Regions from separate parts of the Mus musculus genome. Here region 1 is linked to region 2. Evidence: chromatin contacts called from public ChIA-PET data. All regions are on one chromosome and are shown on one strand. Each heading gives the region's core, a stretch centred on a gene start, on an enhancer-like site or on the middle of the called end of the contact. The rest is flanking DNA. Distances are from core to core; before and after follow the strand shown. Region 1 holds the start of Adprh (ADP-ribosylarginine hydrolase). Region 2 overlaps Gsk3b (glycogen synthase kinase 3 beta).

Region 1 (5,205 bases), core at 2,350-4,849, 210 kb after region 2:
TACCTCCTCTCCTCCTCCTCCTCTTCCTCCTCCATCATCCTCCCTCCCTCTCCTTCTCTCTCCCTTCTCCCAACTTTTCAGGTCCACCTTCCCTCTTACTGCCCAATCACAGCTCTAGCCTTAATTTGAAAAGTTAAGGTGGGGAGGAGGTTCGCAAGGCACCTGTATATGTGCTTCACTCCCCAAAGTGAGTCACAGCCACACTGAGCAGGGCTGGAACCAAAGGAGGGTCTCCACTTTTTTTTAAGTAATAATACTTCTTTAAAAGTTTTTCTTTATGGTCATTCATAACAAAAATGCAGAAAATACAAACAGAAGGACAATTACAGTGATCACTTGTGTAACTCAGGTAGAATTATGAACATATTCCTGTGTTTGCTTCCAGACTTCCCTCAATGGAGATAAGCAACTGTTCTTTGTGTGTGTGGTGTTTGCACACATGTCCGTCTCTCAGTCCCTTGATGCAGGGTCTAGAGGTAGGTTAGGGACCAGGAAGCTCCAGTGACCCTCCAGTTTCTGTCTCTCTTCACACACGGGTCACATATGTGACATTTTATGTGGGTGCTGGGGGATTTGAACTCAGGTCCTCACCTCCTGCACTTCCCATACTCCTGATCTTTCTGTTTCCACCTCCCGAGTGCTGGGATTTCAGATATGCACCACCACACCCGGCAAACTCTGGTACTTTTAAGTTACTTTCACAACATGTCCTGAAACCTATTTTTTTCCCCAATTTCATCAATAAATCCTTTCCATATCTCATCTGCACAACACACAGAACTGTGACTGTGGCACCATGAGTAAGTTACAAGAATTGAAATCCACACTAGTTTCTGTTTCACTGATAATGAAATGTTTCACGAAGTTTTTCTTCTTTTGATTTTCTGAAACAGAATCTCACTACGGAGCCTGGGCTGGTTTTGAAATCAAAGTCCTCCTACGAGTGACTAATAGACATATTACTCTCCATCTACAGTCTTAGCGTCCCCCTTGGGCCCGCTTCTCCATCCTCGGGAACCTCCCAGAGACTGGCACTCACCTGGTGCCCGGCCATCCATGTCTCCCATGCAGTCCCGGTAATGTTTGGCTAGTAGGGAATACAGCCGAGGCAAATCCGGGGACTGGCCGGCTTCCATGAGGGCCTCCGCTGTGGCCAGGTGCATGACGGTATCATCACTGACTCTCCATCGTGCCACATCTATGGCTTCCAAGTCACCCATCTGGGCCAACTGCTGGTGTATCGTCTCCCCATCCCGAATGAACTCCCACTTCCCGTTGAAGTAGCCCAAGGTATCTCCAGCCGCGCTCAGCACCATGGCAGCCACATACCTCTCAATCAGCCCCCCACCCATGCTGAGCTTGGCACAGGCGGGCTTATGGGGCAACGGAGACTCCTGGAGAAGAGCAGAGGAAGATGAATCGGAAAACAAACATCTACACTCTCCCCACAGGCCCTGCCTTAAGCCTAACCCATTCGATCGTCTTCTATGAGGGATTTGCTGCTCGAGGGTCTTAAGCAAGAGTAAGTCAGTCATCGTGGAGAGAATGCAGCTCTGTAAATATTAAGAGAACTGAATCAGGCCACAGAGCTAGCGGGGAGGGCTGGGACTCTATCACAGCCCAAAGCTCGACTCCAAAGCTTGTCTCCAGCTGTGTCGTGGTCTCTCGAGGAGTGGCCAGCCCATTAAAACCCACAGGTCAAGCCAGGCCTGCCATCTTCTCCATCACCTGATATTCGCTTTGGAAGATCTCTCTCTCTTTTGTGCGGAGAGTGACACTACAGCTAACTGTTTACAGATGAGGAAATGGAAGCTAAGTTTACATAATCAATAGGTACAGACCATGGAATCCGACCTAGTTCCCTGCCGCCAGAATGCTTCATATTACATGGTCTGGGCCCTGGCCTTAACTTTGGGCTCAGGTAAAGTGATAATGGAAAAACCCAGATGTGTAATGAGGGATGAATGAATGAATGAATGAATTTCCATAAAGTACATAGTGAGCACAACTTTGTGATTATTTTTATTATCCATCTACAACCAATTCTATAAGCAATTTTCCCTTTACCAGCAATATTTAAAAATTTTTAAATGATTTAGTTTTATTTACATATTCTAGTTTATATTCAGTTTTATTTACATACTCTAGTTTTTTGGCTTCACTGGTATCTGTGTGAGGGTGTTGGGCCCCCTGGAACTGGCTCTGTGAGCTGCCATGTGGGTGCTGGGAATTGAACCTGAGCCCCTCTGGAAGAACAGCCAGTGCTCTCAAACTGCTGAGCCATGTCTCCAGCCCCTTGTCTGTCTTCTATATGGTAAAAGTTCTATAGTGCCGGGCTGCAAATGCTATTCCCACCACAAATGAAATCCTTGCTAAAGCCCTGGCTTCCCGGTGTACACATTTTCTACTCTACTCAGGCCAGGGCTCCATGACACCCATTCCGTGTGGTGATTCAGTGTTCCACTGTCTGCCCCCTCCACGCACCCAGCCTCCCCATGAACAGGGGCAAACACTCTTAGGGGCAAAAAGACCTAGCTCACCCCTGCCCTCAGCCCAAGCTCTTCCCATCCACCTGTCTTTCTTCCTCTAACCGCCATTTTAGGTTTAGTTCAAGCCCAGGTACCTCCACCATCCATCTAGTCACACTGCTCAGGTCTAGGGCACAGGCCAGCAGAGACCTGGAGAAGCAGTTAAGGGTAAAGATCTGGCTTTTCCATGCTTGATCCTGATTACATGTGTGTGTGTGTGTGTGTGTGTGTGTGTGTGTGTGTTGTGTGTGTGTGGTGTTGTGTGTGTGTGTTTTATGTATAAATAACGGCTAGGAACTAGAGTTCTGTAGTCTCTTGTGTTAGCTCTGTGACCACTAACAATCCTCTCACGCTGGAGTTTCCCATCTGTTTCCCATCTGTGGGGGAGGAAGGCCTCGTTCTCCGAGGTCCTGTTTTGGCCCAGGTTTTCGAAGCCCTAGCTTTGTTAACCTCTGAGAACTAAGGACTAACGCCCCCACCTTCTCCTCCCAATGCTCCAGGTTCCCTTTTTGAGCTCTCCATGGAAGAGTGTGGGAACCTACGGAGGAAGTAGCCAGTATCTTTTCTCTTTGAAATTCCTTTTCACCTTGGCACATGCATCCATCCTGGCCCAGACCCACCCTTCAGAAGTCATTATTCCTTAACCCACTCTAAACGGGCACAGGTGACAAAGCCATCAAACTATACAATCAAAGCCGAAGTACACTTCGGGATTTCCCATTGGTTTCCTGGCCTGGGTAGAAAGAGGAATAGGGAGAGGGGATGAGGGGAGGGGAGGCCGCGATGCACTCAGGAAAGTCTTGGTGGCCACTTTGAGGACACTGGCCTAGCACCAGTCTGGAGGTGAGAGCGGGACCGAGCGGGTACTAAGGTCAGTAAGAGGAGAGTGGCTCGGGGACTCCTGGCTGTACCTGCTGAGGCGGAGCTGAGAGCGTGGGGCGGGATCGGGGTGGTCCAGAGCCGAGGGCAGGATTGCCCGAGCTGGAGGCGGGGTACCGGGCGCAGGAGTCCTGCTGTGGGCACCCAAGCCAAAAGCCGAACAGGGGCGGAGCCGCGGGCCGGGCGGGTCGCTGGCGCACAGCGGCTTCCGGCGGAGCTGCGTCCTCCCGCGTCCTCCGCACTGGACGGAAGGAGGAAGGGGCGGTGCTGGGGGCGCCCAAGCCTTGCGCATCAGCTCGGGAACCGCTCCGCGCTGCGTGTGGGCCGAGTGGAGTGGTGTCCGGCCAGCCTCGTGCTCGCCCTGCCAGGGTTCTGCCCTGCCAGGGTTCTGCCCCGCGGACCGTTGGACTCCCAGAGCCTGGTACCCACCGCCCAGAGCGGCTTGGGCTCACCGATTCTAACCCTAGTCCGTTCAGCCGTGGTTCTGCGTGCTCTCCACAGAAGGGTTTCAAACGGGAGCTTAGAGGGGAACTCTTAAGGTTCTTTCCCCTAAATTATGACTCTGGATTTGTTAAAACCCTAAGGTGGCAATGGCGGCGTTGAGCCCAGATGTCAGGTTCCGAGAATAAACGTGTGCCAGTGAACACTCCCCCGTACCCTCGACCCAGCTCGGTACAGCCTCGTCTCCGGAAAGGCACAAATCGGGCCTTGTGCTTAAATGGAGTATCTGCTTCTATACAGTGACCCTGACGCACATCAAAGATCCTGCTTTGACTCCTTAGACTTAAGATCAGAACATGTCTGCTCAAAAATTTCAGACCTACTCCCAAGAACTCACATCCCCTCTTCTATGTCTTCAAAACAGAAAAAAAGGAAAGACTTATCTGGGAAGGAAACTTGAACTGAACATTTAACATCTATTAATTTTGGCGTTGGTGACTCTATTCTTGTGTAAATAAATCTATTAATCACAATAATAAAGGAGGTGTTCACGTGGAGTTTAGGGACTTTTATTAAGCAAAAATAAATTGATAAGTCATAGGAAAGTTAATATATTTAATAAATGTGTGTGTGTTGCTTGGAAGGGTAAGCATCAAATTGCAAATAATTAGAAGAGGAACAAGAAGCTTTCCGAGTAAAGAGAGGAATGAAGGAAAATTAAATTTTGATTTATTTTTTGAGACTAGGCTGGTCTCAAACTCGTGATCCTCCTGCCTCTACCTTTAGAATGCTAGAATTTCAGTCTTACAACACCACACCTAGTTTATATCTTTTAGAATATTTTTTCTATATTATATCTAAAGATATTTTAGAGAAAAATAGAAACTAGATGTTACCCCTGATACATATATCAGTCTTTATGGTATGCATATGATTTTAAAACAATGGGGTCATTTTTTAAATAGAATTTTATATCCTTTCTTAAAAACTGGCTTTATCAACTACTAATGTGACTCCAAATGTCCACAAACATTAACACTTCCACAATAAGCCAACTTCTAGTTTGATACAATAAAAAGGGTGAGGCCCTGGGGTCCAGCTGCTCTCTCACCAGATCGCGGTTAAAACTGTTTTAAAAGAGAAAAGATTCACTGAGGATCAGAAAACAGAACAGTCCAAGACAGCTTTGACACTGCATAGACCCAAATGTGTTGAGTGCGGATGACACTGTAACACTATGAGTGTTCTGACTGATAAAGCTTAGGGACCGTGCACTAGCACCCCTGCACACTGACAGGAAGTAGTTCATATGCAGGGTGGGTTGGACTCTCTAACAGAGACTAACAGTGGAACAGCA
Region 2 (5,220 bases), core at 2,615-5,114:
AGAGACTCACACCAACAAGTTTGTATGTACTCTATGTTAGGGCTAAGTTTACTTCATAAACTTGTATATGAATTGCTATAGTAAAACCTGCCAGGTTGGCATGGCAATGCATGCCCCTTTTCCCCAGTACTTGCAAGGTAGGGGACCAGGAGGTTGCGGCATTTTTGAGCTGTTTAAGACCCTGGCTCAGTCTGTGAGGTGCTTGCCTCATGTGCTGGTACTTGCTTATAATCCGGCAGTAAGAAGGCGGAGACAGGAGGGTCCCTGGGGATTGCTGGTTTTCCATCCTAATTGGTGAGCTCCAGGCCAGTGAGAAACCCTGTCCCAAAGCAGGATGTTGGTAGGTAAGGATGCTTGTTGATTACCTGTGGTCCATGTGGGAAAAGGACCAAACTGAATCCGCGGCCCTCCCTCCTCCCCCCAGGTTTTCCATGCACAGGTGTATGTCTGCACTCTCTAAGTAAAGAAATATATAAATATATATATAATGTGACAAAGTATCTTAAAGTAGTAGGTCAGTGCACTTCTGAGGTTGGCAGGCAAACATGCAATTCCTGAGCACGTGCGTACACGACATGCACACTTTCCTGCACACCTACAAACATGCATACACAGATGCGTTTTTTAAAAAAGAAAAACGAACTTAGTTTTATGAAAGCAGTGAGTGGTAGGTGCTGCTTCTAGAAAATTGTGGGTTTATGTGTGCAAGCACGTCCTGTCCTATTAAGTCAGATGTCACCTGGAGATTTCCACTGCCTCGTAAAGGAATTTGAAATCTTGATTCAGCTAATGAGTGTTTTATGGTTCATTCTGAATGTTTCTTAAGTATTCTTCAGATTTCACTTACTGGCCTTAACTTACCTGCTTACTTTTATTTATTTTTTCTTCATTATTCCTTAATTAGATGTTTTTTAACTTAAAAAAGAAAGAGAGAAAATATTTCCCATAACCCCATGTGCTTCAGTTCTCTACCCTGAACAGTCAAGCCTCTTCCTGCTTCTCTGGGATCCGCAGATCAGATATGAGTCGTCTCCCTGACAGGCCACGGGCCCTGGTGGGTGGGCTAGATCACAGGCTTCTATGTTCTGCTTATAGTTTTAAAATGACTGATGACGTCTTTGGTATCTTGTGCCAAGTCTCTTTCTAGGAATAACATAGAAAGAATTGAAAATGAGTTGCTAAGGAAGGATTCCTCTCCCTTATTATTAGCTATGAAAATCATAATAGGTGTTATGAAGAGAGAAGCAGAAACTGACTGTAGGTGGGGCATTGAGCCTGCTGGTGTAGATTATGATTTTAGTCTCAGAGCACACACTTGGGGGACACACTTTGATCAGTGAAGGGTAGCTGTGTTTATTCCTGCAACTGATAACAAAAGACATTGCTTTGCATTAGGGCTTGTTTCCACTCAGAGCAGCTTCACTAAATTACCTCTGCAGTATAAATAATAGATTTCTGGATGCCAGAACTTTGTTTTATGGGACCTGACATGTCATGAGATTTCTAACCATTAACCTAAATACTGGCTTTAGACTGGAGTTGGCAGAGCATAATGACAGAAATAAGGGAAATGAAATGCATTTGAGTTCTCAAATGTACATACATTTATACAGGTTAATTTGATTATCTAAAATATTCCCTTACTAATATGTCACTTGTAGAAATATTACAATTTTAATAACTGTGGTTTTTGGAAAACTTGGAAAGTGTTTTGAACAAATAAGGCACTAAATGTTGTTCTTTCTTAATTACAGCCTAAGTAGCCACATGTAGCCTAAGTAGTCACTTTGGCTTCGTTGGTCAGTATAAATAGAACGTTCCCGGCATCAGAGCTGGACCATACTGTACGCATTTCTTTGCATTAGAGCCGTTTTCTCTTCCAAACACACACTTTGGAAAGACTGATTTCATGGTGCAGAACCATCAGGACCTCAGCTCCTGTGTTTGTTCTCTGTCCTCTCCTCCCAGCCGATTCCACATGGATGTGCCTTTCTCAGGCCCTGGGGCACAGGTTAAAGTGTGACCCTCCACTGTTTCCCAGTTTGCACACTTGGTAATCACACTGCGCCCCAGAATGCATGAGAATTGCTGTACAAATGAGGAGTGGAGGAGAAACAGAAACCAAGATGATGACTTTCAGGTTTGTGTCCTGAAAAGCTTAGCTAAGGTAGTTTGTTCTTTAGTGTTAGGATGGGTCATCCATGGAATTAACATGCACGGACAGGTCCAACCACTCCTTCTGGGGACACCTTAGGTAGCTGAGGGCTTTCCATCATGTCAGTTGTCTTCTCCTACACCAAGTGGTCAGTAGAGAGAATAAGGCAGAAGCCATCTGTTAGGTCCTTCCTTAGAAATCACACACCGTAATCTTTGCAGTGGGCATGGGTGCAGAGTCACCGATGTCATCTTGGGAGATGCTGCAGTGCATCAGGATGACCTTAGGCCGTCCTTCCTCTTCCCAGAGCAAGTGGTTTGTGACATTGTCCATTCCCTCTCAAGTCTGTTCTGGGATGGAGGCATGGTTTCTGTAGGACCTTGAGAAGGGCGAGAGTGAGAGTGAACATTGTTTCTAGAGGTGGTTGACCTAGTACAGGGTCAGCTCTGCACTTGTTTTCAGAATGCTTTATTCTCTACCCATCCCATACAGAGTGTTTGACTGCTCCAACTGTCTCTTCTGTATATTCTGTTCTGTCTTCATATAGTAAAGATGAGCTGTTCTGTACAGCAGCCCCTACACCACATTGAGCCTCTAGCCAGCTTTTCTTTTGTTTGTTTGTTTGATGCTTTTTTAAAATACAAATTAAAAGCGTAATTTTGCATATAAAGGATTTGCTTGTATGTGGAATCATTGTCTCTCTCACTGTGTAGACAGAGATGGTCACCACACCTGGCAAAAAGACTTTGGTAATCATGATTACCTGTTAAAGACTCCTTATCACATGGTTTGGATACAATGCTGAGAACAATGATGAGATCGTTAGATTTTAAATCTGAGGAACATGAACACCCAGCAGATTTTATTATTCAGATAGGAAGCTCATTTCCAGTTACATGATCACATAAAATGTTTGTGCTTTTCATGCTGATCATGCAGACAGACTTTGAATTTACTCAGAGGAAGGGGAGGATGGTTGGTATGAATGGGCTATAGCTGGTAAAGGGCATCTGACGATTAGTTGTTACAAAGGACTTTACCAAAAGAGTAATTACCCGAAATGTGCAGGTTGCTGGTAGGGGGAGTATTTACTGTATTCACCTTGGCAGGCATCTGCTGGCAACCCTGGTAGCCACCATGGCCAGAGCTGCCTACCATACTAGTTGATATGTGGATGTGATAGGTATCCATTAAGTCCTGGGTTGTAAGATAGAACAAAAGTTCCTCCTGGCATCTTCTGCTGAAAGTGGGTGTCATTTGGTGATGACCGTGCATTTGTTGACAATTGTGTAGAACCAGGAAATGCTATTAGGAACATTGCAATTCTGAAGTAACTCTGGTTTTCCAGCCTGCTTCTGAAATGTTTTTAATTAATGCAGCCTGTGCCTGAATTCTAAAAATGATGAAGAAAGCCCTGATGTGATCTGTCTTCTAGACAGGAATTCATGTTGAGTTAGTAGTACACCAAATTTAGGTGGCTGTGAACAGAAAACTCCCTTCTAGTAGGGCATGTCTAAGGAAGTCATGGTTGAAGCCTTAGACCTGACTCTTCAGTGCTGAGAAAGCCGCCTGCTGCCTTCGGAAGGAGGCTCTGGTTCATGTGCCATGCACCTGTGAGCTAGATGTTTCCGTGCTCTGGCAGCGTGACTCTGTGGTATCTATAAGGAAGTAGAACTAAAAGCATTCCCCTGTTGACTGCCCCCTAGTGGGCTAAAGGAATGGAAGGGCAGATTATTTGAGGAACAGGAAAATGCAGAGTTCAGAGAGGAAGTGCAGTTTTTAGAAAGTGGTCGTGAAGTTGATAAACTGAACAGCTTACCCTTAAGTGGTAAGGTTCCTATGTGTTCTTGGCATCTGCTGTGTCTTCACTTGTCCAGGCCCTTAGCAGATGGCCTGTTGGAACACGGCTCAGGATCTTTAGCTAGTGTCATTTATTTTCAGTAAGCTAGACTCCAACCTGAGTACTGCCGGTCAGTACTAGCTATAGCAAAGCCTTGACAGAAGTGACCTCAAATTCCTGAGTCTGTGATGCATTAAGTGTACTGCCACACGCACATACACCACACACGCATGTGCACGCACACTTGTGCCATCACTGAGCTCCTAGCAGAAAGGAAGTCCTGGTGCTGTGTGTTTGAACCCACATAGGCAATGACAGCTCTGGTAGGCCTCAGCACTGTGCGGTGAGTGGTGTACTTGTGCTCTTTGCAGTGTTATAACGTTGCTCACGCTTTCTTGGGCCTTTGGATTTGCAGATACTAATGCTGGAGACCGTGGACAGACCAATAACGCCGCTTCTGCATCAGCTTCCAACTCCACCTGAACAGCCCCCAGGAGCCAGCTGCGCGGGAAAGACCAGCACTTACTTGAGTGCCACTCAGCAACACTGGTCACGTTTGGAAAGAAAATTAAAAAGAGGAAAACAAAAACAAAAACAAAAAAACCCTGTTCATTTTAGTGTTCAATTTTTTTTATTGTTGTTCTTATTTAACCTTGTAAAATATCTATATAAATACAAACCAGTTTCATTGTATTCTCACTTTTCAGGAGATCCAAGAGGTGGGGAGGGTTGGGCGGGGAGGAGCAGAGCATTAAACACAATCTCTCCCACGACAATCTTTTCTTTTCTTTTTAAAGTCAGAAGTCCGCTATTGTATACCTTAAAAACCAGACTCCTGCCTCACGCCCCCACCGCAACAGAAGAAAACCTGTTCTGTGCTGGTTTATTTTCTGGATTTGTTTTCTTTTAAAGCCTGGCGTAAGACTTTGATACAGTGCACAGCTTGAAATTGGTTGGGAGCTTAGCAGGTGTAACTCACCAGGGACTTACTGTCACTTGTACAATGTGTACTTATCCTTAGGATTTGAAGACTTGCCTTTGGCGTGTGATGTCAGGTATGACAGACAAAAAAAAAAAAGACAAAGAAAAACCAAGGTGTATTATTGGTAGCCCAGGGAGGTCACTAAAATCTGAAGCTCTAAGGGAAGATCAGAGATGGATTACTTAAGGTTTGTTTTGCTCTTGACCAGTGCAGGTGTTGCAGATGCCAGCTTAGGAAGGCTGC

The links. ChIA-PET counts read pairs in DNA pulled down with a chosen protein or histone mark.
Region 1: a contact with region 2 is called in an RNA polymerase II ChIA-PET map of memory CD8 T cells, with 6 read pairs. The contact joins the promoter of Adprh here to the enhancer-like site in region 2. A contact is called at or near these places in 3 of 39 promoter capture datasets (the 3T3-L1 cell line, liver and pre-B cells), 1 of 115 datasets of contacts at active chromatin or transcription factors (memory CD8 T cells) and 1 of 9 other capture datasets (adipose tissue).

The regions. Positions count from the first base shown.
Region 1 is chr16:38,449,090-38,454,294 of GRCm38.p6, forward strand. Adprh (ADP-ribosylarginine hydrolase) reads right to left here and starts at 3,600. Exons shown (of 4, transcript NM_007414.3): 1 at 3,440-3,600; 2 at 1,040-1,394. The coding sequence starts at 1,352.
Region 2 is chr16:38,236,092-38,241,311 of GRCm38.p6, forward strand. It overlaps Gsk3b (glycogen synthase kinase 3 beta), which reads left to right. Exons shown (of 11, transcript NM_019827.7): 11 at 4,411-5,220. The coding sequence ends at 4,478. Among named protein-coding and RNA genes, the nearest start is that of Nr1i2, 56 kb to the right of the region's middle. Within about 2 kb of position 3,865, at least 77 of the 459 cell types and tissues checked have an H3K27ac peak or open chromatin away from gene starts, as enhancers often do. A contact at or near this core is called in memory CD8 T cells, where this site is marked.